6 separate regions of the Mus musculus genome follow, and regions 1, 2, 3, 4 and 5 are each linked to region 6. Evidence: chromatin contacts called from public Micro-C and promoter capture Hi-C data. All regions are on one chromosome and are shown on one strand. Each heading gives the region's core, a stretch centred on a gene start, on an enhancer-like site or on the middle of the called end of the contact. The rest is flanking DNA. Distances are from core to core; before and after follow the strand shown.

What was found. Promoter capture Hi-C pulls out the DNA fragments that hold promoters and counts their contacts. A called contact is a pair of places that touch in the nucleus more often than the background predicts.
Region 1: a promoter capture Hi-C map of embryonic stem cells shows a contact between it and region 6. The contact joins the promoter of Evx1os here to the promoter of Zfp467 in region 6. A contact is called at or near these places in 1 of 39 promoter capture datasets (embryonic stem cells) and 4 of 484 Hi-C or Micro-C datasets (all in embryonic stem cells).
Region 2: a Micro-C map of embryonic stem cells shows a contact between it and region 6, with 7 times the contacts expected there. The contact joins the promoter of Hoxa10 here to the promoter of Zfp467 in region 6. A contact is called at or near these places in 2 of 39 promoter capture datasets (both in embryonic stem cells) and 3 of 484 Hi-C or Micro-C datasets (all in embryonic stem cells).
Region 3: a contact with region 6 is called in a promoter capture Hi-C map of embryonic stem cells. The contact joins the promoter of 5730596B20Rik here to the promoter of Zfp467 in region 6. A contact is called at or near these places in 2 of 39 promoter capture datasets (both in embryonic stem cells) and 4 of 484 Hi-C or Micro-C datasets (all in embryonic stem cells).
Region 4: a contact with region 6 is called in a promoter capture Hi-C map of cranial neural crest. The contact joins the promoter of Tax1bp1 here to the promoter of Zfp467 in region 6. A contact is called at or near these places in 2 of 39 promoter capture datasets (cranial neural crest and liver).
Region 5: a contact with region 6 is called in a promoter capture Hi-C map of embryonic stem cells, with 5 read pairs. The contact joins the promoter of Hoxa5 here to the promoter of Zfp467 in region 6. A contact is called at or near these places in 2 of 39 promoter capture datasets (both in embryonic stem cells) and 1 of 484 Hi-C or Micro-C datasets (embryonic stem cells).

Annotation. Positions count from the first base shown.
Region 1 is chr6:52,311,306-52,316,130 of GRCm38.p6, reverse strand. It overlaps Evx1os (even skipped homeotic gene 1, opposite strand), which reads left to right and starts at 1,299. Exons shown (of 4, transcript NR_038163.1): 1 at 1,299-1,360; 2 at 2,561-2,827; 3 at 3,301-3,378. Evx1 (even-skipped homeobox 1) reads right to left here and starts at 2,633. Exons shown (of 3, transcript NM_007966.4): 1 at 1,860-2,633; 2 at 137-393. The coding sequence starts at 2,286.
Region 2 is chr6:52,233,475-52,238,200 of GRCm38.p6, reverse strand. It overlaps Hoxa10 (homeobox A10), which reads left to right and starts at 3,262. Exons shown (of 2, transcript NM_008263.3): 1 at 3,262-4,242. The coding sequence starts at 3,267.
Region 3 is chr6:52,174,203-52,179,089 of GRCm38.p6, reverse strand. It overlaps 5730596B20Rik (RIKEN cDNA 5730596B20 gene), which reads right to left and starts at 1,935. Exons shown (of 1, transcript NR_163848.1): 1 at 1-1,935. The region is part of intron 3 of Hoxa3 (homeobox A3); the gene reads left to right. It overlaps LOC115490409 (a long non-coding RNA gene), which reads right to left and starts at 3,911. Exons shown (of 2, transcript NR_168044.1): 1 at 3,795-3,911.
Region 4 is chr6:52,711,597-52,715,974 of GRCm38.p6, reverse strand. It overlaps Tax1bp1 (Tax1 (human T cell leukemia virus type I) binding protein 1), which reads right to left and starts at 2,246. Exons shown (of 18, transcript NM_025816.3): 1 at 2,120-2,246.
Region 5 is chr6:52,203,164-52,207,509 of GRCm38.p6, reverse strand. Hoxa5 (homeobox A5) reads left to right here and starts at 2,923. Exons shown (of 2, transcript NM_010453.5): 1 at 2,923-3,721. The coding sequence starts at 3,160. The region is part of intron 1 of Hoxa3 (homeobox A3); the gene reads left to right. Hoxa6 (homeobox A6) reads left to right here. Exons shown (of 2, transcript NM_010454.3): 2 at 886-2,652. The coding sequence ends at 1,145. All of the region lies in intron 1 of Hoxaas3 (Hoxa cluster antisense RNA 3), which reads right to left.
Region 6 is chr6:48,444,052-48,448,676 of GRCm38.p6, reverse strand. It overlaps Zfp467 (zinc finger protein 467), which reads left to right and starts at 2,852. Exons shown (of 5, transcript NM_020589.2): 1 at 2,852-3,324. Sspo (SCO-spondin) reads right to left here and starts at 503. Exons shown (of 103, transcript NM_173428.4): 1 at 399-503; 2 at 1-180. The coding sequence starts at 448.

The DNA.
Region 1 (4,825 bases), core at 50-2,549, 3.9 Mb before region 6:
GGACTGTCAGAGGGAAATTCTGAGTGTACCAGATTGGAGAGTCCAGGCCCAGACGATTCAGCTGCAGTAGACCGTTGACATCTCCTTCCTACTAACCTAGGTACATAGCCACCTCGAGGATCCTAGCCCAGCCTACCTTGATGGTAGTTTCAGGAAGGTTTAAGGCTGCTGCCAGTTCGCATCTCCGCGGTCTTGAAACGTAGTTCTCCCTGTAGAACTCTTTCTCCAGCCTTGCAATCTGCTCCCGGGTAAAGGCCGTGCGGTATCGGCGCATCTGGTCACTGGCGCTGCAGGCCAGGGTGCCTTGAGAGCCGCTGCCGCCGCTGCCACCGTTACTCTTGGGGGCCTCGCTGCCACTGGTAGGACTGCTACCCAGAGCATCGGAGCCTGGCGCTGCACAGGAGCCCAGAGCACACAGGTGCACATACAGAGACACAACACAAATACACAAACAAATGCTGACTTCAGGCTGGAGGAGGGGCATTAGAAGGAGAACCCCTTAGCTTCCTCAGTCACTGATTCTGCTGGGGCTCTGGAAGCTTCACCGGAGAGGTCTTGACACAGAAAAGGTTTGGGGCAGGCTTAAAGTGGCTGTTTGGAAGACCTGGACCTAAGGCATACTGGGTCTAAAGGCTTCCCTTCCGCTTGCCCCTGGGTGCAGCAAAGGGCATATCCCCTGAACTCTCTGCTTGTGTTGGTAGGGATGGGTAAGGATGTGCCGGAACACTGAATTCTTGAGGTTAATGTATTGTAGCTTGTTGGACATACAGTGAGCTTCCTCGATCTTGTGTGTGTGTGCACCAGTATGCCAGTACCAGGTGTGGGGATGTGTGTTGGGTTGCACCTATTGCAGGAGTGGTATATTTTGAGTATGGGTTGTGAGGACATGGTATGGTAGAGAAGCTGGGTTAGATAGATGATAAGATGATAGGAGATGGAGGTGGATACTTAACAAGGTGGTGTTGGCTGCCTAGGCCTAGAGGTAGAGGCAAGCCTTTCCCACCCATTCCCATGGTTTTGTGGAGGTGTGTCTGCTGATGGGCTTCCAGTCTTTCATTCCTAGGAGTGGATATTGTTGGTATAGAGAGACTCCCTTCTGAGCTATCCACCCCCACTCCCATTAGCCCCTGGTGAGAAGGAGCAGTGTAATTAAAGTACCAACCCCTTAGACCCACCCCAGAGGAGGGTGGGGCTCCAGCCCCCCTGCAGCTGCTTTTCCTTTGGGTGGAGAAGTGAGACTGAGGGAAAGAGGGAGGGGGAGGGCCCAATCCCCGCCTTTTCAAATGCAACCGGAGACCAAAGGCAATTAGACCATTGGGACCATTTCCGACCTGGCGCCGCCAGCCCGGGAAGTGACAAGGTAATTTGGACCTCTGACCGACGTGCAAACTGGTCGGAGGGCTGCAGCCCTCCGGAGACCAGAGTCCGCCACGATTTTACGGTCCTTTATATTCTCCGGGCTTCCGCGCCTCCTTGTGCCTTGCTCCCCTCCAGTCAAACTGCCCGGACAACCGTTTGATCTTGCCCTACCCGACGGATGTGTCTTTCCGTCTTAGCTGAATCATTCCCACAAAACTCGGGGGTTGGGAGGTTGGGGTGCGTTTTGGACCCCTCAAGTCAAGACTTGTGCCAACGCTGACATTCGTCCAGGCACAACTGTCACTCTAATGGGATAACACGAGAGCCCTCACACACACTAAGGTGCAGAGAGCAAAAGAGTTGTTCAGGTGCCCCCGCCCCACTCACCCAACCCCCAGCCATCCTGCCCCAAGGGAAAGGAGCATCTTGCACCTGGCCTGAGATGAAGGGAACTGTGGGTGGAGTGGGCGGACCGGGGAGCGGAGGGGCAAGGTGGCTACCTTTGCTGTGCTGGTACTCGGCGTTCCCGGTGGCGCAGTCTGGGGTGCAGCTCACCTCGATTTCTTCATAGAAATCCGATTCGGTGTCTGAGCTACTAGGTTGCCCTTGGCCAGAGAGGCTGTCCGCGGAGGGGACTGGGGGTCCCGGGCCAAGCATGGCCGCTCCAGCAGACCGTGGCTCGGCGCCCAGCCCTGCAGCACTGCCTGCTAGTCCATCGACCGGCTCCTCCTCCTGGCCTCCCCCGCCACGCTCCCGGGAAGTCGGAGGGCCGGCTCGCGGGCTCAGGCAACCGTGGGGCACCATCTTCTCTGGCGGTTCAGGCAGCGGGCTGCTCACGGCTTCGGACAAATTAGAGACCCTCTTACCAACCAGAGTGCCAAGCTGACCCCCATCCAGAAACATAACCATGTCCTTTCGGCTCTCCATCCCCGGACTCTCCAGAGGGGGGGAGGGGGAAAACCCCCAAGTAAGCTCCTAATCCCAGGCTCCCTGGGATCTTGGCTGAGAAGAGGAGCTAAGGCGACAAGGCAGGCGCCGGGTAGCCCCAGCGCCGTGTCGACGGCGACCGCGGAGATGGCAGTGGGGAGCTAGGGTCACCTTGTGATGCGAGCGCTCCTCTGTGCCGCACCGCCTCTGGGAGGAAGCCCCATTGCCCTCTTCTTTCTAAGCTGTCATCCTCCTGCTGCAATCGTCATTACAGTACCGCTGGTGACGCCACTCGGCGAACGCAAGTGGATAAATAGAAACGTCTGCCACAGTGAAGATGAAAGGAGACCCGCAGCTAATGGCTCGGCAGTGATGCGCCAGGTGTGGGCCTCGCTCGAATGGGGAGGAGAGTGTGAAAACAGAGAGACACACACACTGGGAAAGGGAGACACCCAGACACAGAGGATGCAAATGGAATTCCGCACACAGAAAAGGGAGCGCTTAAGGCGCGCAGCGAGTTCCACAGGGGCAACAGGACTTGGTAATTGAAAAATGCTTTTGAAATTTTATTTTATTGTTGTTTTGACTTCTGTTTTCTTAACCTGGTGTCTAGATCTAATACTAATGAAAGAATCCATAGCTACTCTTTGGAAGCTGTTTACAAACCCAGGTTTTCTGAGTATTAATACAACCGCTTGTCTTTTTTTTTTTTTTTTTTTTTTTAACCAGCTACTGAAAAGGTACCCTCCACCTCAGTTGTCTGGGGAGCTTGAGCCTAAAGTACCCGTTCCTCCCTCATCTCCCCAACCCCATCTGTCTCCCTCCTAAGAACCAAACTTTATTTTCATCCCCTAACAGCCAAAAGATATCGTTTTCCCCTTTGAGAACCGGCCTTGTGTGCTAACACAGTGTTCCTCGATTTTAGAAGAAGAAGAAAAATCTCTCCCCACCCAGATCACCTGGCTAAAATTCGAAGTGTTCAATGAGTTGTTGTTGTTAATTATCTCTATCTAGATGGCCTGATTTGAATTTGGATTGGCTCTTCATAGAAGAAAACATCTTTTGGTTTGGCTTATCTCCGGGCTATTTCAGGTATGTCGGTTAGGGAAAGGGTCTAAGATTGGCCTTTCTTTTTCTGTCTGTATTTTAGGTATTTCTACAGAGTCAACGAATTCTGCCACAAACGGCGTGTTCTAATGAAAAGGAGCTGGCAATCCGGCCCCCTGCTCTGGTAGTACGGAAGGAGCCCAGGTAGAAGGTGCTGGCCTTCTCTGATGGTTTTAGGGCAGCTGTGGGTAGATTGTGTGGCAAAGAGTATCAGCAGGGTTTGAGCTTGCAGGGTCCTCTCCTGGGCTCTACCCAAAAGAGATTTTCTGTGTCCAAAGCTAGAGGTAGGAGAGAAAGTTGTTGAAATGTCATGGGGAAAACAAAAAACAAAAACAAAAAACAAAAACAGGCAGTAGGCGGGGTGAAGGGACTAGGCTAATCCTCTGAGGAGGTGAAGGTCTGGACCTGTGGAATTCTGGGACTTGGTGTTTGGGAGAAGGAGTAGAAGAATCTCCTGCGGAGCCTGGCAGGTGGGCCAGATTGAGGGGCAGAGGTGAGCACCCTCCGAGTTTAGCTCCTCCATCCCCCTCTCTGGCTCCCCCTGCAATATTTTCCACTAGTGAGCAGCCTGCCCTCTTAGCTGAAGAAGCGGGGGGTGGGGATAAAAACTCCTGTGTCCCAAGGCAAAGCCCCAGCTTCTAAGAAAGTTCCTGTGATTCCCTCATTGTCCTCTGTCTCCTACCCTTTTCTCAGTTTCTCTCTACCCTTCCCTCAATCTGGCTGATTTAGGATTATGGAAATAATGGAGGAAGCCAGAGGTTTAGGAAAACGACTCTGGCTTTCCATTTCTCTCCTGATGCAGCAAATGTTTGTTAATCTTGCCTGGGGAACAAGGGCAGATGACAAGAAGGGTGGTATCCAAGCAAATGTGTCCACTCCCTATTAACCCCCAAAGCCAGCAGTTGCTGAACACTGCCAGCCCAGAAATCTAGAGAAAGATTTCAGAGGCCAAGGCAGAGATGGGGTCAAGGGGATAGTGAGTTCTCGGATCTTCTCCTGCCCTGAGGAGATATCCACCAATTCTGGCTTGTCCTGGCTTTCTCACTCCAGCCAGAGTCTGCTTGGTCTCTCTGTTCTCTAGACTCCTGAATCTGTCTCAGGGCTGCTGCTGCTGCTGCATCTTCTGGGGCTGGGCCTGTGAGACACCCACTCTCCCAGCCCCCCCCCCCCCCCCCCATGAACTAGCCACTACTTCACTGCCCTCCCTCTCAGAGGGAGGCTGGTCTGACTTCCCTGCCCCGCCCCCAGCTTTGCATTCAATGGGAATGTTCAACGTTTGATCCCCTTTTACTCAGCATTTTCCCTAGAGATGAAAGCAGAACAGAATTGTGAGATCAAGGGGTGCCATTTAGTCTCCTTCCTGGGTCAGTCGGATGGAGCCAGGCTTTCCTTACATCTCCAGGAGGGGCCTCAGACTCTCTGAAGGCTGCAG
Region 2 (4,726 bases), core at 2,013-4,512, 3.8 Mb before region 6:
ATCTCCATAAAGGCAAGGAGCTCAATAAACAGAATATTTTTATTGAGGAGGCTAACACCTCATTGTTGTAGTCTAGGGAGACACTGGAGCCTTCAGGCTGCCTGAGGGATGCCTGGGGCTCCAGACTCAAAAAAGCCCAGCAGGCACTCAGCCCACCGCCACATTTAACTTGAGCTTCTGAGTCACTGTATTTACTTTAAGACAACCACTCCAGTCCAGTCTGCCAGATACTGGGCGGTGGTCCATGGTAGGTTCTGTTGTTCCCTTGCTCAGCCAGTCTCAATGAGAGTAGGACCGAGATCCCCAGTCAGAGAGGGGTTGCTATAAAGGCTCACACACTGAACAGGAAAAGAAAGGAAACCCTAAATTAAGCACCCTGTTTGGTTTCTTGCTAGGGGAATGTTGAGAACAACGTAACTGCTCCCAAAAAGGTTGGTGAACATTCAATTACCAATGCCATGGTCTGTGAGGCTGGTAGCAAGTGATCCAGTTTCCTCCTTCTTTAGTAGAGGCAGCCGTTGTAGTGTAATGCAGTACTGGAGCCGAGCCTTTAAACCTTGCCCAGCAAGTGCGGGCTTCTGAATCCCATACAACCTAGAAACCCATTTGGCTATCCTACAAGGCCTTGGCTAGGACTAACCTAAGTAGCTTGCAGTTGGGCACCTGGCTTGTCTTACCAGACAAATAGGCAGGGGCCCGCTGAGTCCAAGGAGAGCCCTCTAGAGAATTTGAGGGAACGGCTTGCGGTGGGTGATATGAACTCTTGGAAAATGATGGGTCAAATCATGGGAATGCACAGATGTAGGGGGTTTTGTTTTGTTTTGTTTTGTTTTACAAGATAAGTCAGAACTACCCTTGGACTACTCAGAAGGTTCCCTGTAACCCTGGAAGGTTAAGAAAGATGCTGTCTCTATCACTGTCTTTTACCTTATCCTTGTAGCCTCTGTTATCTCCAACACACTCTTCAATGGCCACTGGTTCTTTAAAAACCTCAGCCAGGGAAACTCCTTTTTGTGTGAGATCCAGACAGGGACGGCTCAGGAGCCTGGCTCACAGGCCTGCTGACCTACTAGAGCTCCTTTTCCTCAAGGAATAGTCAGCGCTCTTGGGACCCACTTTCCCACATAACAGCTTTCCAGAGAGGTATCAGAAGTGCTGGAGAGTCAAGTGCCTTTTCAAGCAGTCCCAGATTCAGGACATTTCCAGGTGGCACTGTTGAACACAGGAGTTCCACCTATCTAGTGAACAGAGCAAGGACCACGCACATCTGGAAGCTTAAGGTAGGGTAACAAGGCCTATCTGTGTGAAAATTTGCCTTGGCCTTGGGTACAGAAGCAAATCAGATAGTTAATGGTGTCTCACATAGACCCAGCTTTTATTTTCCAGAGAGGCTGTCTGCAGAGAGCTGCTGCTCATCTGAATTTCTTTCTCTCTTTCCTTTCCTCCCTTGTCTCCTTGCCTCCTTCTTCCCCTTCTGTCCCTCTTTCTTTCTTTATCCCTTTCTTTTACATTTAGATGCTCAGATACCCAGGCCTCCCACCCATCACCTCTCGAGAGACAGAGGTAGAACTGGCAGAGATTCCTCTTGAGTATTAGCAGAGGCATAGCCTCCTGGGTGTGGGCTTGCCAAGCAGCTGCAACCAACTGCAGTGTCTTGCATCTCAGAAGCCAGAGCCTAGCCTCTACCTGGTCAGCTTCCCTGTGTCCTCTCCCTCTCAGAGTGCTATCAGGGTTGTTTTTGTCCTGGATTCCTTTTGGGAGGAACCAGAATATAGCCAACTAAAAGCAAGACTCTCTCCCTGCCATTTGCAGAGGTCTGAACAATGTGGTTCAAGGGTCCTGGGCAGTCAGTAGCTCTCTAGTTCCAACTGGAGCTGGCAGGACTGGGGCATCCTGGAGACCCTGTAACCCACAGGTCAGAAGTAAAGCATCCACTATGCAAGCTCCATGGATCCTGCCGAAAAAGGTCACCTTTCCTAAGTTTGATATAAGGTCCACATTTGGGGGCTAGCATGCCGTAGGCTGACCATTTTCAATTGCCCAAAGGTAGCACCCTGGGCTCTAGAGTCTCTTATAATAGGGCCCAAACCCAGCTCAGCCTCCTAGGGAATGGACTTCCTCATCACCACCTTGTTAAAATGTGCACAGTATACGACAAAAATGGCTGGGAAAAGGACTGCCCTCGCCATGTCTTTGGGGGTAGAGTGGGGTACAGACAGGTTTGGTCAGAACCTCCTGGAGCCAAGGAATGTTTAGGCTCAAAGGAGAGCGAGAGAGAAAGCAGTGTGGCGGAGGTATTTGCTAGACACATTCTCCCAAGGTTTTCCTTCCAGTTCTGCCAGCACAGAAAGGCCAGAGACCCAAAGCCAGCATTCTAGTCCTCTAAAGGTAGAGGATGGGGAGTATGCGTTTGCCTCTGAACTGTGGTTTGGGAGGTCGGGAGTGGTGGTGGTGGTGGTGGTGGGCTCTTGCCAGTCTATTGATTTTTCACCTCACTAAGGCAGCTGTGCAAGGTTGGATGACAGGAGTAGAGAGCATGAACCGATTGATCACAGTGAAGGAGAAAAACCTTCACTGACCAGAGGATGGTGTAAGACAGTGAGGACAGAGGATCCAGGCATTGATCATCGGCCGATGGATTTCGGACAATATTCATTCTTTGTGAGATGTTTGAGGCCGTACTGGTTTACTGTAGGTTCTGGACCGTCCAAAGATCTTGACAGCCTTAGTATGACTTTTTTACCAGCCACTTTGGGAAGCCAAACTTAAGAATTGAGGCCAGCTCCAGGCCCAGAAATGTATAGGATAGCTAGCCTGCTACAGGGCCCGTTTAAATGATCAAGGCGACGGGGACTCATGGCCACTCCATAGCAGACATGGGAGCACCCAAGGTTGGCTGGGGTGCACATCATAAACACTCCACTTGTTAACAGCGCAGAGCCCAAGGGTGCTTCCAAATAGTCCCTTGCATGGGGGGGGGGGGGGTACAGGTTCAAGAGCCAGGTCCCCCAACCTCCACTTTGAGGCAGCCCCCACAGTTCCGGCCTTTGAGCCATAGGTGTCAGGCGTGCGTCTTCTGGCCCATCAATACAGATTACATATTTATATCAATCGCGGGCTCCGAGGGCGCCCTCAGAGAGCGGCCCCGCGCCTACGAAACCAAACTGGGAGTGGTCGCGTGGAAACTCTGGCTCGGGATTGGCTGCAAGCGCCCGCCGCGGTGCGGGGGGGATTGCTAATCGTATTCAGCATGTTTTGCACAAGAAATGTCAGCCAGAAAGGGCTATCTGCTCCCTTCGCCAAATTATCCCACAACAATGTCATGCTCGGAGAGCCCTGCCGCGAACTCCTTTTTGGTCGACTCGCTCATCAGCTCAGGCAGAGGCGAGGCTGGTGTTGGTGGCGGTAGCGCGGGGGGCGGTGGAGGTGGCTACTACGCCCACGGTGGGGTCTACCTGCCGCCTGCCAGCGACCTGCCCTACGGGCTGCAAAGCTGCGGGCTCTTCCCCGCGCTGGGCAGCAAGCGTAATGAAGCGCCGTCGCCCGGAGGCGGTGGCGGTGGTGGCAGCGGGGGCCTGGGTCCTGGGACGCATGGCTACGCGCCCGCGCCCCTAGACCTGTGGCTGGACGCGCCCCGCTCCTGCCGGATGGAGCCGCCCGACGGGCCGCCGCCACCGCAGCCACAACCCCAGCAGCAGCAGCAGCAGCCGCCGCCGCCCCCGCCGCAGCCACCTCAACCCCAGCCACAGGCCACTTCGTGTTCTTTTGCGCAGAACATCAAAGAAGAGAGCTCCTACTGCCTCTACGATGCTGCGGACAAATGCCCCAAGGGCTCGGCCGCCGCTGATCTGGCCCCTTTCCCGCGGGGCCCGCCGCCCGACGGCTGCGCCCTGGGCGCCTCCAGCGGAGTGCCAGTACCCGGCTACTTCCGCCTGTCGCAGGCCTACGGCACGGCCAAGGGCTTCGGCAGTGGCGGCGGCGGCACGCAGCAGCTCGCTAGTCCCTTTCCTGCGCAGCCCCCGGGGCGCGGTTTCGACCCGCCGCCCGCACTGGCCTCTGGCTCGACCGAGGCAGCCGGGAAGGAGCGAGTCCTAGACTCCACGCCACCACCCACTCTGGTTTGCACCGGTGGCGGCGGCTCGCAGGGCGACGAGGAGGCACACGCGTCATCCTCGGCGGCTGAGGAGCTGTCTCCAGCCCCTTCAGAAAACAGTAAAGCTTCGCCGGAGAAGGACTCCCTGGGTAAGCAGAGCTCAACCGAGGGCTCAAGTCAGACGGGCAGACAGACAGACAGACAGACCCACAAGGAAGGAGCAGAGGACCAGAAGCCCGCGCGGCAGCCGTAGGCCTTGGCCCAAACTGACGGCAGGCTGACCTTCTGAACTTGTTTTTAATATTTGGGCGTGGGGATGCTGTAAAAATCCACGTCCGGCTTAGGGCCCCACACCAAGACGTCCTCAGCTCTGGCCCCTGCTCACCCAGACTTGGGGGATGAGAACACCAGCGAGCAGCCCTCCTCCCGTGCTTGCACTTTCTCGTGGCCCTGAGTACCCCCAAGCCCTGGTCCTTAGCCCAGCCTGCTCAGCGCGGCCCACGCGGGGGGGAGGGGCAGGGAGGAAAAGTGGCTCGCTTGCAGATAGCACGGATGTTTGTAAGGCATCCAAAATAAGCAGCCGCCAGAGCCAATAAATAAGCCCATTAACCGGCGAAGTTCGAGTTTACGATC
Region 3 (4,887 bases), core at 686-3,185, 3.7 Mb before region 6:
AGCTCCCACCAGTGTTTTTGGGTTGGGTGCTTTCTGTACACCCTAAGCCAGCCTGGAGAGTTAAAGAACTGGCCTATGTGCCCAAGATTGGAGGGAATTCTGTAGCTGTAGTCCTTAGCAAGCAGAGACAACATTTCTCTGGCTTTATATCCCCTGAAAGGGAGCTATTGCCTGTATGGAGGGAGATTAGTTAAACTGCTCCGCTCCAAAATATTGGCCAGGCTGGGGCTAATTGGGCTTTGGGGACCTTCTGCTCCTGGGAAGAGTGAAAGTCTTTGGAAAGGTGAAAGAAATTAGTCTTTACTTTGCTCCTTGAAGCAGATAAAGAGATCCCTGTGAGGAGTTAGGAATCAAATTTGCCTTCTTTAGTTAAAAAAAAATATTCATATTCCTTTATTTAAAAAATTCAAACCAGGCTTCTCCGACTTGAGTGAGATTTACTTCCCCAGGCAGGGTGGATTCTGCCCTCCCTCGTGCAGACCTCGGTGGTAACTGTGCTTAACTGAGGCTGTTTGAGTGCTCTAAAACACCCCTTGGAAATAAAATGTAAGCTTTAATTGCTGTTCAATTACTTGTCAGCATTTCATATGATTTATGACCCAGTTCTGGTGCATTTTTGACCCAGTTAAAGACTCATAAATAATATAGTTTCACTAGAAAGAAGGAGAAATGGAGTAAAGGTTTGTTAGAGGCATCTTTTTATTGTGGCTTCAGTGCCGACAAGAGAATAAATATCTAACAACAGACTCTCCAGCCTGGTTCTGTATAAAAAGCATGCACAGTAAGAAGCCAATAACTGCTTTCATAGAGCACAGTTGGCTTTTTCTCTCCCCTCCCAGGAAAGAGCTAAAGCCACCCAGGTTATGGCCAAACGATTAGCTATTAGAAAGACTGGTCCCCTGGACTCTCAAAGTTCCATCCTCATCTTCATAGGCCAGCATATTTCCTCAATACCTTCCCTCCCCATCTTTGGATTTTAACGATACTTCTTGCCAAAAGTTACTCCTCACCTTCCTCCCTGGCTTGCACAGAGAGTCTTGGAGCGGTGAGCCCCCTCAGAGATGGGCAGGACACCCCTTGAATGGCAGAAAGGTTCCATCAGGCACCCCGTTGCTACAAGTACTCTTCTGTGCCTTAGAAAACGCTTCTTCTGGTCACTCTGGAAATCACGGGACTTAGAAAAGATGGGGAAGCCCACGGATGCTGAGCAAAGAAAAGCTTGGTGGTTTGGGAGAGGCTGTGGAACTGCGGGATTCGCCTGGAAAGCGGCAGTGAGCAATTTCTAGAAATGGATATCAAATAGCAGCGAATCTTCGATCACAACCCAGTAACAAGCCAACAAAACCTTGCTATTATAAATTATTAATTTTAACAATCTCGCCTATGCTTGCTTCAAAGCCAGCCTTTTGGATTTCAGATGAGCCGCGGGTACCCGCAATCTATGTGCCAGGACGCCAGACCCGCTTATTGAAATCAGAGCTCTATTTTGCCGGCTGGGACCCACCGCCCAGAGCCACCTAGGTGCTAGTCGAGGGCGCACGGAGCTGAGCTCTCCCGCGGCTCCTGCACTTCCTTCGGTCCGGCCTGGTCTTGGCACTCGGGCTGCTTGATTTGGTGGTGCAAGAAAGGTATGCGTTGCATACGCCCTAGCCCTTTGCTCCAACGCTCTCAGCCCCCTTGGCTCAGACAGTCCACTCCTAGGTCTGGTTCTCACGGCCTTCCCTGCAGCTGGCTTAGCTGAGAAGGCGGTGAGAGTCGCGTCAGCAGTTTGGAGGAGAAAGTGCGGGTTGATTATTGACCCACGCCTTCTTTCTTCAAATGCCACATCCGACCCTGAGGGTTTGAAGAGAAAAAGCGGCCGAGCGGATTTTGCGGCCGGCTCTCACCTCCTACACGTCCCGGGCTCTTCCCTTTCAAGTTGCGCCGCTGCAATCTGCCATAAGGAGCAAGTGTTTGCTGTTTTGTGCTCTGTTTACAGCTTTGGGGAGCCGAGTCATAAATCTTGCCCAGCCATAAATGACAAAAACCATTGGTATGCATGAGGCCACCCTGGCCCGGAGTGCTTTTTTGATTTCTCCCTTTCCCCCCTGGCTTTGTTTTTGCTCTAAGGTGACACTTTGGCTCCCTGACAGTTTAAACATACTACTTATATTTTTAACACCTTCCTTTGAGAGGGACCCTCGTTGACGCCTCGGAATTGCACGAAAGCTCCTTTTCTCTCTTCTCCGCCCCCCCCCCCCCCCGTGCTTTGGAGGAGTTTGTTTCTGAAGCTGGGAAGCTGAACGGGGCATTGGGAACGACCCCATCCTCTTTAACGTTGTGGCATATTACCAAGCAAATGTAGGCTTTTCCTCAACCAAGCAAAAGGAAGGCCATTCAACTAATTAGAGGGTGAAATATCCCGGATGTCCATTTGTGTTGGTTCCTTAGCTATCTTCCTCATGGACTACCTGCTTCCGTGCCCGCCGGTACTGTGCAATGGGTACACAAGAGGTGGAGACTTAAGTTTCTGAATATCTTTGTGTGTGCCTGAGCCCACAAAGGTTCATTTTACTGTAGGGACAGTTGTCCATCTCCCTGGGATACTTCCTTCCGTTAAGCCTAGAAATTTAACCAAAGGCAGTTGAATTGCATTTGGGAGGTGTCTGGAAATAGGCCCTACACCACAGGGACTGGCTTTAGGGTGTCTGTATTGGGAGCGGCAGGTGAAGAAAACTGCCCAAAGTCAGGGCAACTCATTTCTTCTTCTCTTCTTTCCCCACCCCCCACCCCATGAAAATGTCCATGGCAGGGAATTGCGTGGTTTCTCAGACAGATTCTTAAAAAATAGAACCCCACAAGAGAGCCCCTTTGTGAAAGCCGTTTGTCCTCATTAGCATAATTTTCCTGGACTTTAGTGACGCCTAGGAAGGAGAGGGAGGGCGTGGGGTGGGGGAGGCCGCCCTCCTCCCGCTGCCGCGGAGCTCGCTCTGCTCCTGTTCCTCCCCTCGCCTCAGCCCCATCCCCCCACGCCGGCGCTTCCCTAGCCGCTCTGCTCTCCCCTCCCGCCCGCCCCGGCACCCCTTACCGCACCCCCCGACCGACCCCTGCTCGGCGCAGTATTCATAAGAAACATACCCAAGTCGGTGCCACTAGCCCCGCGGAGCCCGGCCGCGCCAGCGCTTATCTGGGGCCGCGGCCGCGGGTAGGGCGGGGGCGGGCGTGGGGGAGGGGAGGGGAGGGGAGGGGGTCCAGCCGCCCCAGTCCGCCGGGGGCCAGCCGCCGGAGCAGCCAGCGGTCCGGCTCTCCGCCGAGTCCCGGCCTTGGGGTCTCCCGCCCGCACGCCCGCACGCCCGCACGCCCGCACGCCCGCCCGCACGCCGGCTCGGCGGATGCTGAGGGTCGGTGGCATCCCGCGCCGAGGGGACCCGGGGCCGCAGCCTGAGCCCGAGCCCGCGGCGGCCGTCAGAAGTTAAGGTAAGCGGGGCCACTACCGGCCGCTCTCAGCGTTGAATGGTGGAGTGTATGTCTCAGTGATTTATGGCTGCAGACTTAAATCTCGGTTCAAGAAGAGTTCACAAGCCGGAGCTTCCTCGCCGGCAGTGACTGATACCCTCACACTTCAGTTCAGGCCGCGCTCCCATCCCCGCCCCCACTCTCCCCTCTTCCCTAGCCCAGCATCAACTTTTCTGGGTTGGTGAGAGATAGAGAGAGGAGTGGAGTGGGAACCGGGGCTTCTATCTCGACGTCCCCTTTCAAACTCGGGTGAGGGGAGGAGAGGGAGCAGAGACTGAAGGTGTCGAATTTGGGCATACCTTGTGGTGTAGAGACAACAGGGCTTCTTGCATCCTGTTCTCAGTTCAGCCTCCTCAACTCGCTTCAGCTCTTGCACCTGGAGGTTATTGTCCAGGAACAGAGCGTCGGGAAGGAATCTCCCTCCACCCTCAGCCCTTGCTTAGGGGGACAAAGCAAAGTTTCCTGGCTGGCAAATCTCCAACTTATTTACTAGATTGAAACTTTGGGGGCTGGAGGGGGCGGGTTGTGTGGACTCCAAGGTGATTGCGGACCTCAAACAATGGGATCTCTGAGCTGAATTCATATTTTAAGTTTGTGGACGCTGCCCTAGGCACTTTGATTTTTAAAGATATTTTTTGTTATTTTTACAAGACCATGTACAGTACAATGGAAAAAGGCTTAAGCAAGCTGTATGCTGGTATAGCCTGTGCTAATGGCTCAGAAAGTCACTAGAAATACCGCATGCTCAAAATCAACTTCATTTTGTTTACCTAATATTTTGCTGTTCAAATGTCTAGAGTAATTTTCTTAACCCGACGTTTACCTTAATTAAGCTTGGTACCTCAAAAATTTATAATGACAGACATTAATGCTGCCAAATGTAATGGGAACTGTTTTCAGTGTAAGAACTAGAAAAGTAGACATTAAGTTGTAATTCACTCTTAAATTTTATTTTACCCTTTATTTACTTTTCATGCTGTTATCTGTAACTTCCTAGATATTTCCAAAAGGGAAACAACACTCAGGCTTCATGACCATACACAATAATTCTGGATAAGTGTTGCTGTAATTTTTATTGAGGTTCTGGAAAGTTAATTGTGCCTGTTTTCCAGATGTTGATCAGATTGTTGGTTTAATGATGAAATCTAAGGGGGTTCATTATTAAGAACAAAATTGTAATCGCCCATTGGTGGATGCTTGATACACACACACACACACACACACACACACACACACACACACACACATATTCCTGGTTGACAGCTGGTACTTCTAGAAAAGTTGGATAACTCTGGGATTGAATGGCCATAGTTAGGGCTTTGAAATGTTAAACATTATCTACATAGATTTATTGTTATAGCTTTTTTAATGGTCAGAGGGACTAGCATTCTG
Region 4 (4,378 bases), core at 997-3,496, 4.3 Mb before region 6:
CAAAGTTTACATACTAACAATCAGTCCAAAGAAAATACACCAACAAGCTTCACAGGTGAAGCAGGGCTTGGTTGAAAACACCTTAACATCAGCACTCAGAAAACAGGCAGAAGCCAGCCTGGTTTCCATGCAGAGCTCCAGGACAGCCAGGGCTACAACATAGTTAAGACCCAGCCAATAAATAAGTAAAAATAAAATTTACAGGTAAGTTAATTCTTCCAAGGAAATATAAATATATAGTTAGAACTGCATATAAAAACTTTAGCATCCGGCTGGCGAGATGGTTCAGCAGGTAAGAGCATTGACTGCTCTTCCGAAGGTCCTGAGTTCAAATCCCAGCAGCCAATCACCCATAATGAGATCCGATGCTCTCTTCTGGTGTGTCTGAAGACAGCTACAGTGTACTTATTTATAATAATAAATAAATGTTTGGGCCGGAGCGAGCAGAGGTCCTAAATTCAATACCCAACAACCCCATGAAGGCTCACAACCATCTGTACAGCTACAGTGTGTGTGTATTAAAATAAAATAAATAAATCTTTTTTTAAAAACCAACTTAGCATCCTAGGGGATGGAGCGCTGACTCAGTAATTAAGAGCACTTACTGCTCTTACAGAGGACCTAAGTTGGGTTCACAGCACCTACATGGTGGTTCACACCATCTATCACTCTAGTTCCAGGAGATCTGACATCCTCTTCTGACTTAAGTCAGATATAACCAGGCATAAAATGCAAGCAAAACACTCATACGCATAAGTCTAAATTTTTTTAAAAACAGCATCCTTTAAAGGTTACAATTTATAATTCCAAGATGTTATTTTTGTCCTAGAAAAGGTACTCAATGGTTACATTTCACATACATTTCACATACACGACTGTGATTCTAAGAGCAAATGGTATGCAGCTAATGTAATAACTTGAAAACAAATAATACAATACAACTGTATTTGAAATTTAACAAATAACAAAGACGAGGGGGAGGAGGTTAACCAGTCATTCCTAGCATAGTCAAATATATTCTTGCAGAAATCTAAGATAAGTTCAGGGCGTTTGCCTAACATTCGAAAGGGACATACAGAAATCCAATTTACCCCTGAGAAGAATAGAATGGAGGCGAGTCCTTGGCCTCAGCTTCTTCTCCACACCTAGAGGGTAACCTGGAGATCACAAACCCACTTAATCAACCCACTTTTAAGGAATGTTATTCAAATAACCATTTTCGAATGTTTTGGGATTGAACACTAAAATTTTAATTATATTTGTTCGTGTCCTAATCATGAATTTTTACCACTTGGCAAAAAGCAGCATACTTGGCAGATACTTAGCATTAAAATGTCTAACATACCAACATAACGATAAAGCCGGAAATCTATCATAGTCAAACGCCACAACGTTTTCCAACAAAACTTTCAGGAACAAATTGTACTTCATATTTCTCAACAGGGAAATACAAGCGAACACCCCAGCTACGTTCTAACAGTACAGTTTTCGGGCGATGAGCGCTAGCCAGAACACGTCTTGCACCTTCCGCCGGGTCCAAAACACCGGGGAGAGTCAGCAGTGGGTGGAGCGAGGGAGGCGGAGTCGTGAAATCAAGTCCAGACGACCACAGAGCGAAGCGATCCTCCCCAAGATTTCTTAAAGCCTTCTCTTGGGCACCAGAGGGGGAGGGCTGCTTTCCAAACAGCAAGACTCAACTAATCTCTCAGCCCAGGAGAAGCCGGAGATCAAGCCAAGCCAGGTAAACAGCCAAACCAGGCGACACAGGGAGTCCCCGCCTCTTCCTCCAGCGGAGACTCAAACCAAAACAACCCAACGGGTCCTCCCCGGCTCGCCGCGGCCTAGCGCGCCCGCCACCCGTCCCTGGCTTGTTAGACGCCGGGGCCAGCCGGGGCCAGCCGCGGCCTAGCACGCCCGCTCCCGCCACGCTTCCCACTCTACGGTCACCCCAAGCCCAAAACACGTCACAATCGCGGCCCGGGGGAAGCTCGTCCTTGGGAAAGAGAGCTTCGTCACCACGGAGACCGTTCCCAAAACTCGCCAGGCCCGGGTTCCAGGGCCGAGACGGAGCGCGAGCGCCGGTTACCTCGAAAGCACGCGGCCCGTCCGCAAACCTTACCGGTCAGGGCCTCCGCCCCGCACGCTACGCCGCGCCCCGAACCTCCGCGGCCACCACCACTGCCTCTCAGCGTAGACCGGCTACACCTTCTCTAAGCGGAGAGCCGGCGGTGCGTCACTTCCGCCCCAGGGAGGCTCGCTTCCGCCTCTGCTGCTGCGCATGCTCTGCGGCGACACGCCCCACTCGCTAGCTGTAAAGAGTCCTTTAGTGGTTTCCCTGACAGCTTTTTCCTCTGTGGCTTTTGGTCAGTGATGTAGTCACCTCAAAACACAGTCCGTTTGAAACAAATTAACTGACTTACCAGCGAAATGGGAAGGATCGCTCAGAGGCCAGGTGACCTGGGTCTTAAATATCAGTCTAAGCTAATACATGTTTCAATATATACAGAAGCCCCAAGAACTGTCATAGCTATCACGAATTGAACCATCATATTCCCGTGTTGCTATGAAACTAATGACATTTACCGTATCACCAGCGAAGAAAGCATAACATTAAACAGAACAATAATATACAAAACTCTAATTTCAAGTTCTTTCATTTTCCACACAATTCAAGTCCACATTGGCCTCCATAAGACAGGTTCTTAATATTTGCTGATTCATTTGTTTCTTATATATTGAAATTTTTTAAGTTGGGTGTCTGTGTGTTTGCTTGTTTGTTTGTTTAAATAGGGATCTCTTCATTCTGGTCCTCCAAAAGGAAAAATTACTGTTGAGAGACATAGGCTGTTGAAGCAAAAGTTAAGTTCGGCATTGTGGGTTTTAAAGAAATATTTATGATTAAGACGGTAGTGTATTCATGAGATAAGTAATATTCCAACACAAGATATGATGGATTTGAATAAAATACACTTGCTTCCATGAAGTTCCAATTCAAACTGCACATTTAACAGAGAAAGGTAAGCTATATAAGGCAAAAGTAATTTTAGAAATTTAAATTATTTTCACTTCCATATCACGATCAACCAAGTCTTCCTTTTGAGGTATTTCTTCCTGTGCTGCTCTAGAAAACAACCACAAGGGAAAGCAGGTCACAAAACCACAATGTCTATAATAATATAATGAAATTGAGATCTTTTGCGTTTCAGACACTTCATTTTAGTGCAACTATAGGGGAAAATGCCCTGGAGAGAGAGAAAGAGAGAGTGAGAGAGAGATGAACAGACAGACATCTCAGGGCATTTAACCACAAAGGGGCATTCTGTTGGTCAGGAGACACAGCTACCAAAATGCAGGGCAGGGTTTTAGTTTTTAACTTCATACAGAACCTCCTTACTGAGATTACTCAAGACCCCATGATTGCTCTCATGGCTGGCTGTGAGTTAAGGCATTCTACTGCTCCAGGGTGAAGACATCCTGTTACTTTTTTAACTAATTGATTTATTCACTTTACATTCCAATATTACATCTCCTCCCAGTCCCCTCTGCAGCTCCACCCCTCATCCCCTCTCCTTCTTCTCTGAGAAAGGGGAACCCCCCTGGGTATCCCACCACCCCTTACCCCCCCACACACACACACATCAGTCACTATAGGACTGGACGCTTACTCTCTCACTGAGGCCAGACAAGGCAGCCCAGTTAGGGGAACTGGATTCACAGACAGGCAACAAATTTGGAGACAGCCCCTACTCCAGTTGTTGGGGGACAGTATGAAGACCAAGCAAGCTGCAGGTCTGACAAACACATGCAGGGGGCCTAGGTCTGGTCCCACGCTCACTCTTCAGTTGGTGGTTCAGTCTCTGGAAGTCCCAGTGGTCCAGGTTAGTTGACGCTGTGGGTCTTCCTGCGGAGTCCCTACGCTCTCATTCTGTTATCTTTTAGACTTGGGCTTTATTAGGAACACTGTAATCAGGAATTTACAACGAAGCTGTACGAAGAGAAGCGGGCGGGGCTTGGGCTGTCTTAGGAAAACATCTAAGTAATCCATAGCATTAGAGCCTGCAACCTAGTATCAGTGGTCAGATATTAGCAGGCTTAAATCTTGAAAATGGACTTCTTCCACATAATTAGCAGTTTGTAAAACCAGGATTCAAAATTGCAGGCCTTTGATTACCATTTAAAAGAATGGGATCTGGGGCTGGCTGGGAGTATAGCTCAGTTGGTATAGTGATTGTCTAGAATTGCCCAGAATAAACAGGGTATGGTGGTGCATGCCTCTAATCCCAACACTCTGGAGGAGAGAGAGCAAAAGGATCAGAATTTTAAAGTCATCCTCAGCTACACAGTGAGCTCTAGGCTAGCCTGGCCTACATGTGATAAG
Region 5 (4,346 bases), core at 1,674-4,173, 3.8 Mb before region 6:
AGGGCCACCTTCTCAGAATATTCATATTCTCTCTCTCTCTTTCTCCCTCCCTCCTCCCTGCCTCCCTCTTTTATCTTCTACTTAACTTTCAACTCTTAGTCAACTTCTGTCTTCTCCTGAGACCCTGCCTGAACCTCACACCTGGCTTGGGGAGTGAGTTGTCTCACCCTTGGGTACCTCTGGCACCCAGACAGCCCAACACAGTCCTCACTGCCAGTCCATCACCACCTCACTCACAGCACCCTCTCTTTGGCCCAGGTTTTCAACGATCTCACACAGAGACTCCCCTTACCCTTTGGAGCAGGGACAGAGCCTAAGGGGAAGTTTGCAACTTACAGTCGCTTTAGAGCTTAAACTCTCCCCAGTGGAGTGTTTTCAGGTGGATCACATAACTTGCTAACAATATGCAAAGATTTGAGAAGACTGGCCATATTTAACTTTCCAAAAGTACATTGAGATCTGAGGAGCCTGGATAGCGTCTTTCACAGACACAATGTAAGCATTCAATTTCCATACTGCTCCCAGAATCCCCACTGCACCCACAGACAAATAATTGCTACACTCCCTCGAAACAGTGACTTTGGCCCCTCAAATTAAGAATGGCCATGCTATTTCTTCAAGTCTAATGGTTCTCTTACAAACCACATTTGTCAAAATCAATAACTTCCCACTCAAATCGTTTTTAGGTGAAAAACATCTTGCTTGGTTATGAAATAATTCTTGCCATCCAGCCGGCTTTTTTCTTTCTTTCTTTCTTTCTCTCGGTTGTGATGTGAGAAGCTGGAGTGAAGCAGAGTAATTTCCAGTTTAGAGACTAATGGCTGGGAGGCACACGGGGCTGGGTAGGTTTTGCCTCGCTTATTCGCACCTCATTTCTGCCCACAGGTGCCGTGTATGGGAGTCACGGGCGCAGAGGCCGCCAGACCTACACGCGCTACCAGACACTGGAGCTTGAGAAGGAATTCCACTTCAACCGCTACCTGACTCGGCGGCGCCGCATCGAGATCGCTAACGCGCTTTGCCTCACCGAGCGCCAGATCAAGATCTGGTTCCAGAATCGGCGCATGAAGTGGAAAAAGGAAAATAAACTCATCAACTCCACGCAGGCCAGCGGGGAAGACTCTGAGGCCAAAGCGGGCGAGTAGACTCCAGTGCAGGGACCAGGCCAGCGTTGTAACCTCTATTGGCTTTGCCCCCTGGTGCCCTTGTCTGCTCCCCAAGTTTTATTCCAGCCTGCTTCTCCCGCAGCTTAGGGAAAAGCGTCCAAACCTTTGCAAGCGGCTACGCATTTACTTATTACAGAAAACAAACAAACAAAACCCCACACACCCAACGTCAGCTGTGGGACAGACGCACTGTACACACAAACACACAGGTTTTCTCCCCAAGGCTGCCCAAGCCAGCTTGCGAGGCCCGCGATGCACCCAGAATTGGCCCTGCTGCTGTGTTAGCGCCTCTGCGCTCTGTGAGCCACAGACGCGGGGTTGTGGGGGAAGAAGGAGCCCCAGGCAGTGCCCTGTTTGGTGCCTGGGCTTTTCCGCCTTGGTCCCTCGCCATCAAATTCTAAAGGGCATCGCCAAATCGGCTCTGGCTACTGAAAAGAAAGGGTCTACGAGCTGGGCCCCAGCCCTGTCCCGGCCTCTCAGGATGCCCCTAATCAAGAAGCCTGAGGAACAAAGAGGAACACCCCCCTTCCCCGACAGAACCAAATCTCTCTATCGGCGCGTAACCGTCAGTGGGAGAGTAGCAGCCTCAGCCGAGGCAAGCCAACCTGGGTTTACAGCTTGGGAGCGACTAGGCTCCCGCAGGCTCCCAGCTCCCGATTTCCACTCTCAGCCTCATACAGCTCGGACGCAATCCACCTCGCAGCTTTCAGGACCCAAAGAGGGGGCCCAAGACCATGAGAGCCGCAAGAGTCCTGGCTTCCAAACGTGCCAGGGACGCCTGAGATGCCAGGCCTCTAGTAGAGAGAGTCTGCTCTCTTCTCAGCTACATTTGTGATTTACTTTCGTCTTTCGGAGCCCAGGAAAATAACTACGGTGATACTAGACACAGCCACGAAATGATTCCATTAGTTCCCGCAATTTATTCCCAGTGGTCTAAGCGAGATCCCAATAGCTCTACCCACCGATCCCAGCTTCCAAGCAGCCTCGGAGGCCGTTTGGGTATCAGGGCCCAATCTCTGGGTTCACCAAGAACCCTGCTACCTGGGGCCGGGCTGATCAGAGGAACCGGACCAGGGATGAAGATCTTCCAGGCTGGATAAATAAACAAATCAGATAGCAAACTAATGGCACGAAAAACATATTTGCACGGAGGAAAAAAATGATTCTGGTTATACGAGTGTATGGAATTTGACCTCGCCTCGGAGAAACACTACACAAAAGCTGTCTTTAATAGACGCCTGTGGTTTAAGAGCGGCAGGGGCACTGTCCTTCATGCGTTCACAAAAACAGAGCCGTAATTGTGGCTGCTGCTGTGGGCAGGATTTATTTCTTCAATTGGCTAAATCGTCTTCCCTTCCTCGAAGGTGATATCTGTGTTTTCAAAATTCACAGCTGCCGGCCGGGCTGGCAAACCGACCCCAACCTCTACACAAAAATAAGAGGGGATACAAAGCCGGGGAAATAAAGTTGTTGTAAATAATTCTAAGTCACCACCTCCCCCGAATCCTCTGTATCCTCGCCGGGCGTGCGATCGGCAGCTGACGGCCTCACAATTGGTACATCCTAATGGAACTGCGAGGGAAATGCAATAATTTTGCCATAATGGGCTGTAACCTCAATTCGACCCCGGCCCTTGAAGCCCGAGGTCGGAAGCGAAGCGATGCGCCCAGTCTCCAGCGGGTGGCGCTCGAGTCCGACTGAACGGCGGCAACGGGTGGCGGGGACGCGCCCAGGGCGCGCGCGCCACCCCTCTTGCCTCCACCCAACTCCCCCATTAGTGCACGAGTTTACCTCTAGAGGTCATCAGGCAGGATTTACGACTGGACAACAAAAGCACGTGATTCGAAGTCGTACCCCATATTTGGGTGCCTACGTAGGAGGGAACCGAGTACATGTCCCAGTCATTTCCATAATTCATCATAAATTGTGCAAGGGTGCTATAGACGCACAAACGACCGCGAGCCACAAATCAAGCACACATATCAAAAAACAAATGAGCTCTTATTTTGTAAACTCATTTTGCGGTCGCTATCCAAATGGCCCGGACTACCAGTTGCATAATTATGGAGATCATAGTTCCGTGAGCGAACAATTCAGGGACTCGGCGAGCATGCACTCCGGCAGGTACGGCTACGGCTACAATGGCATGGATCTCAGCGTCGGCCGTTCGGGTTCCGGCCACTTTGGCTCCGGCGAGCGCGCCCGCAGCTACGCGGCTGGGGCCAGTGCGGCGCCCGCCGAGCCCAGGTACAGCCAGCCGGCCACGTCCACGCACTCGCCACCGCCCGACCCGCTGCCCTGCTCAGCGGTGGCCCCCTCGCCCGGCAGCGACAGCCACCACGGCGGGAAAAACTCCCTGGGCAACTCCAGCGGCGCCTCGGCCAACGCCGGCAGCACCCACATCAGCAGCAGAGAGGGGGTTGGCACGGCGTCCGCAGCCGAGGAGGACGCCCCTGCCAGCAGCGAGCAGGCGGGCGCCCAGAGCGAGCCGAGCCCGGCGCCGCCCGCTCAGCCCCAGATCTACCCCTGGATGCGCAAGCTGCACATTAGTCACGGTAAAGCCAGCCGTTTTCTGATCCACGCGTCCGTGGGGGCGCGGGTCTTGGTCACTCTCTGTTCTCTGCAGCCTCTCTCCCGTCTCTCTCCTAGTCTCGCCTCTCTCCAGCCCGCAGAGCCTCTCCCTGCGGCTCCCTTTTCCCTGCCTTTCTCTTTACTTCCTCCCAATTACTGCAGCAGCGATCTGCATTCACAGATACTGGGGAGAGGGGAGGGAGGAAAATGGGGTGGCCGAGTAAGTTTAAATGTTGAAAGAGGAAGAAATTCCGTCTGGAACCCCAGTGCCTCGGAACTCTCTTCAGGGTCAGGCCAGCGGAGTAGGGCATGCAGGGGTAGGGATGGCAGTAAGGGCCGTGAATCGGGCTTGTCAGGGGAGATAATTTATGGGAAGGGCTACGCTGGGGAAACAGCGTTACTAATTAGAGCCCCCTAAAAGGGGCTTGGGGGGAATAAGCCAGGCGAGGGCAGGCGGGATTCTGAAGTTTGAGGGCAAGAGGGAAAGCGAAGGAAAGGGAAGAAAAAGAAATCGGGCGCCCCAAGCGTACACTGGAACAGAAGGCGGCTAGCTCGGCTGGAACTTTAACTGAGGGTGACCTAGAGGCCACTTGGGAACTGAGAAAAAAA
Region 6 (4,625 bases), core at 1,603-4,102:
TAGATCGCACAGAGCCCAAGTGCTGGGGGCCTGGTGAGCCCCACACGGCCACTCCAGGACAGGTCCAGCTGCCAGCCTAGGCGGCTATAATGGTACAAACTGGTGCAGGGTACGAGGTCCTCCTGACGAGGCGTTACTTCCTCTTCCACATGGACAGTCTCTATCTGCTCACACCAATGCCTGTCCAGGGACAGGAGAGCACAGATACCAGCATTGTCCATTTTGTCACCGAGAAGTTTTGTACTATGAATCCGAGGCCCCAAGGGCTGCTGGGAGAAGTACTTGAAAGAAGGGAAAGATTAAGGGTTGATAGAAAAGGGCTAAAAGAAAATCCTGGCATCCCAGAGGGAGCCTGGGTATAGACAGGCAGGAGGATCTTATCCCTGGGAGCTGCTTACCCATTAGCCTGAGTCCATAGCATCCCAAAGAGAAGGGCAAGAGGCAGCATAGTGCTCCACCACAGGTCGCCTTTGGGAGGACCTGATGCTTGGACTTGGGCAATGCTGCTGGAGGAGACCAGAGAGGATAGCACTGTCCCACAATGAGGTCTGAATTAACCTGGAGGTCAGTCTGTCCAAGGCTCTTCATAAGGGTAGATTTTATCCCAGCCCCTGGGTACCAGCTGTTCAAAACCAGATTGGACCTACCTCCAGCATCCCTTCACAGGCCAATTCTCCCTGGAAACAGGCCCCATCCCACCCATCCAGGAGTGTGGGTGTGTGAGGGGACCACAGCTGGACACTTTGAGCCCCTGGCTTTTCTACACTGTCAAGCACTACCACAAACTAATATATGAGTGTGGTCAAGACACCTTCCCTTTCTGGGCGTTTGTTTCCTTACCAGTAAAAACTTCAGGGACTTTCCAAGGCTGCACAGATGGGCCTCAATAAGCTTTTTGAAACTTCAGGTGTGGGAGGGTCTCTCCACCCTCCAAAAACTGCAGGGCTAGAGAGAAGGTGGCTCAGTGTTTTAGAACACTTGATACTCCCAGATTTGGTTCTCAGCAACCAAACTTTTAGCTCATAACCACCCATATATATAGGCAAAACACATGAAATAAGCCATTGCCTTTATTATGGTGTTCTCTCTATGCTCTTTCCTCTCCCTGTCCCCTCAGCTCAGGTGCACAGGAAGAGAAAACACCCAAGTTATGTGGAGACAATATGGAACCGTAAACCCTTCGCTCAGTGAAGTCAGTCTTTTGAGGGTATCTGTATGAGGTGGTTGGGGCCATTTGGTCACCTGTGGTTTTTCTGAGGGCCCCAAAGCATTCAAACACTGAAAGGATCCAGGAAGATGGGAAGGAGAGAAGGGTGGAATAAGAGCGGGGGCGGGGGGAGCTTGTTCCCCCTGCCCCTGGATGGAGCAGTGTTAAGCCGGATAGAATAATCCCAGCATCCGTCTGGTTTAGAGGAGGCAGCTGCAGGCTCCACAGGCAAATCCTGGTTACATCCTGGTCACCAGTAGGCCTCCAAGGCCACTGGGCTGGAATGCGGCTGGACCGGAAACTCTGAATCCTTCTATTTCATAATGAAATGAGGTCCCACTGGGCATCCTGCATGGTCACCCCACCTGGTGCACCCCACCTGGCCTGGGGGTTCCTTCCTCTGGGCCTACTATTGGGCCTGGGACCAAAATAGGGCCAGTATGAGTTTCCCCAGTTGCTTCCAGATATCTAGGGTTGGTGCCTGGGAGTTGAGCAGTCCTGGGGAAGGGTCAGCATCTATTCTGGGCACAGTGTCCTTCTAACTTCTCTAACATTCTCACCTGGCCACTGTTCCTGCATATCCTACATACGTGGACTGCAGTTCTCAAAGCCCATTCTTGCACACAGAGAGGGACACAAACTCTGCTCCTAGCCATCTTTACTCAGTGAAGCAGCCAGTTATTAAAAGAGCCTTTTGCATCTTGAGTCACAGGACCTCCTGATCCTTCAGGTCGGTCTCCATTGCTCCAGATTTCACTCTAACTATCTGTAAATGTTGAGGACATCCCTGCTCCATCTTATAAGGCTAGCCTTGGGTCACTGCCCTGATTCCACAGGTGTCACTATCCTTGTGTCAGGGTGCCATTGTCAGGGACCGTGTCCTATCCAAGAGGGCCATTTAATGGCCTCCTCTTCCCAGACTCTCTCCCAGCAGCTCTGTTCTGCAACTTGGCTGACAAGGGAAGCTTGGACTGGGGAGAAATGTAACTTGGATCTGCCCTTTTCCCTACAGGGGCAGGCAGGCGGAAATGGGAGCCCATGGGAGTTTGAAGAAAAATCACAGGGCATGGAATATCCAGCCTAGATTTTAATTCCAGGGCTGGGTGAGGGTGTCTGAAGAGCAGAGGGGGATGGCTTAGGAGTACCTGCACCCATGAGCAGAAATGGTGGAAGTCTGGGGAGAGATCCACACCTAACGCCAGGAGGTTTTCTTACCCACGGACAACACTCCCCCGCCCCCGCCCAGCCCCGCCCCACCTCACCCCCTGCAGTTTCCATGCCTGTCCAGCGGTCTCAGTCGGGGACTTGGTTCCTTTTTCCCCATTTTCTACTTTGAGAGCCCTCTCTCTGCCCTCTTAGATTGGTTCTTAATCCTCAGTCTCCGCGGTGAGACTTGGATCGCGTCCTCCGGTCTGGGTGGATCCTGGTGGAGAGTTTTTTGACCGATTCTCCCAATCTCTGCTGGCCAGACAGTCTCCCGCGGGACCGCGGCGCTACCACTTACTCGGCTGCCACTGGCGATTTTAAAGACAGCCATACACACATTGCTCTCCTCCCCAAACACGCCCCCTCCTCTCCCTACTCCCCCCAACTCTTCACTACTACCACCACCACCCCGTTCCGCGCTCCACCTTTCTCCAGCTCCTCCCTCCTAGGCTGTGAGCACCCTCCCTTCTAGCCCGAGTGCCCTTCCTTCTAGCCTCTTCTTCTCCTTCCTCTCCCCTCTGCCCTTCCTCGGTCCTAAGCTCCCACTTTCCATCTCCACACTCCGGGCATCTTGCCCTCAGACCGTCACCTGCACCCAAGCCCATTAGTGCACCCTCCCGCGGCAGGTCTCTCGAAGACCCTCCGCTTTAGCCTGTGCCCCGGAGCAGTGTTCCCGCTTCCCGGGTTCCTCCCCCCGATCACCCGCAACGCTGCCCCACACCCTCTCCCTCCGCGTCTTTCCTTCCCCTCCCCGCGAAGTTTCAGGGCTGTCAGTCCCGGAGTCTTTCGGGCAGCCCGCACCCAAGCTGCAGGCAGCCGGCGCCATTGTGCAAACGGCCGCCCGGGACCGGAGGCCCGAGCGCCTGGGTCCCCGAAGCGGGCCGCGGCACGTAGCCGCAGGAGCCCGCCAGGTAAGGACACCCGAGACTCCCGGGCAGGCGTCTCCCCCGCCACCCAAACGGAGCTTTACAAGCCCTGCCGACCCACGGCAGGTGACAACCCCGAGGGAAGGGGCGCGCAGACGCGAGTGTGGGGGAGGGGGGGGGTCAGACCAGGAGGGAAGGGAGTCAGGAGGGAGGGTCCTGGCGCAGATGGGGAGACTAGGAAACTGGAGGGGAGGGCAAGGACTCGGGGAGGCCCGGTGGGAGCAGGTGGGAAGAGGGCGGGAGGGGCCTGCGGGGAGGATCCCCAGGAGCGGGAGTAGGGTTCCTCGGGATAGAGGAAGGGTCCAGTGCGAAAGGGCAGGAAACGGGCTCAGGGATGGGGCTGGTCGGGAGCGAAGGACGCTGACAGGTGAGCCTAGAGCAGGGCAGGGGGCCGGGACCCGGAGTGACTCCGGAGCTCTAACAGGGGCGGGGATTGGGGGGAGTCTAGTCAGAAGGAAAACTCCGGAGAGGGCGTGAAGTCAGTGGGGAGCAGAAATGGGCAAGGGGGCTGCTGAGAGGGAGGTGTGTTGGGAAGAAAGGGGTATGGGGAGGGGCAGAACGAGGGAGTAGGTCCAGAGAATGTGGGGTTAGCTTGGATTCCCCCCCCCAAGATGGGGGGCGTGAGACCTGGAAGCTAGGGAGCGGACTAGGAGGGGGAGGGGAAGAACAAGGCTGGGGACCGGGAGGGGAGAGAAGCGGAGCCGGAGCTTGCAGGGTAGGCAGAGGGGGAAGGGAGGCGGGGGCCGCTGAGGGGGGAAGGAGAGCAGCGGGAGGGAGGGAAGCAGAGGGGAGGCTGGTGTGGGGGAGGGGGAGGGAACTGAGGAGAGGAAAGAAGGAAAAGAAACCCGAGTGGGGGAGGAGAGGGGAGGGGCAAGCGGATGGGGGAGAGCAGCTGAGAAGGGGAGGGCGGGAGTGGGGGGGGGGAGGAAGGAAAAGAGGAGGGGGAAGGAAGGGAGGGAGTGTGCAGCCTGGGGAGGGGGTGGCGTGCGGAGAACTAGGCGGGCGGGCACAGGAGGAAGGGGGAGGGGAGCGCTGCCCAAGACTGCTGGTAGAGGAGGGTCGGGAGAGGCCGTAGCTGCTGAGGGCCGACTCGAAGGGGGCCCCTGGGGGTTGACCCGACGGGTGCGCGCAAGGGAGGAGCCAAAGGGGCGGGGCAAGAGGAGGAGCCCCAAAAGGCTGCCAGATTTGGTGGGGAGAGAGGGCGGAAGGCAGCGAGAGGGGAGGGGCAGAGGGAAGGCTGCCAGGGAAGGGGGAGGGGAGCCTGCTAAAGGAGGGGCAGAGAACCG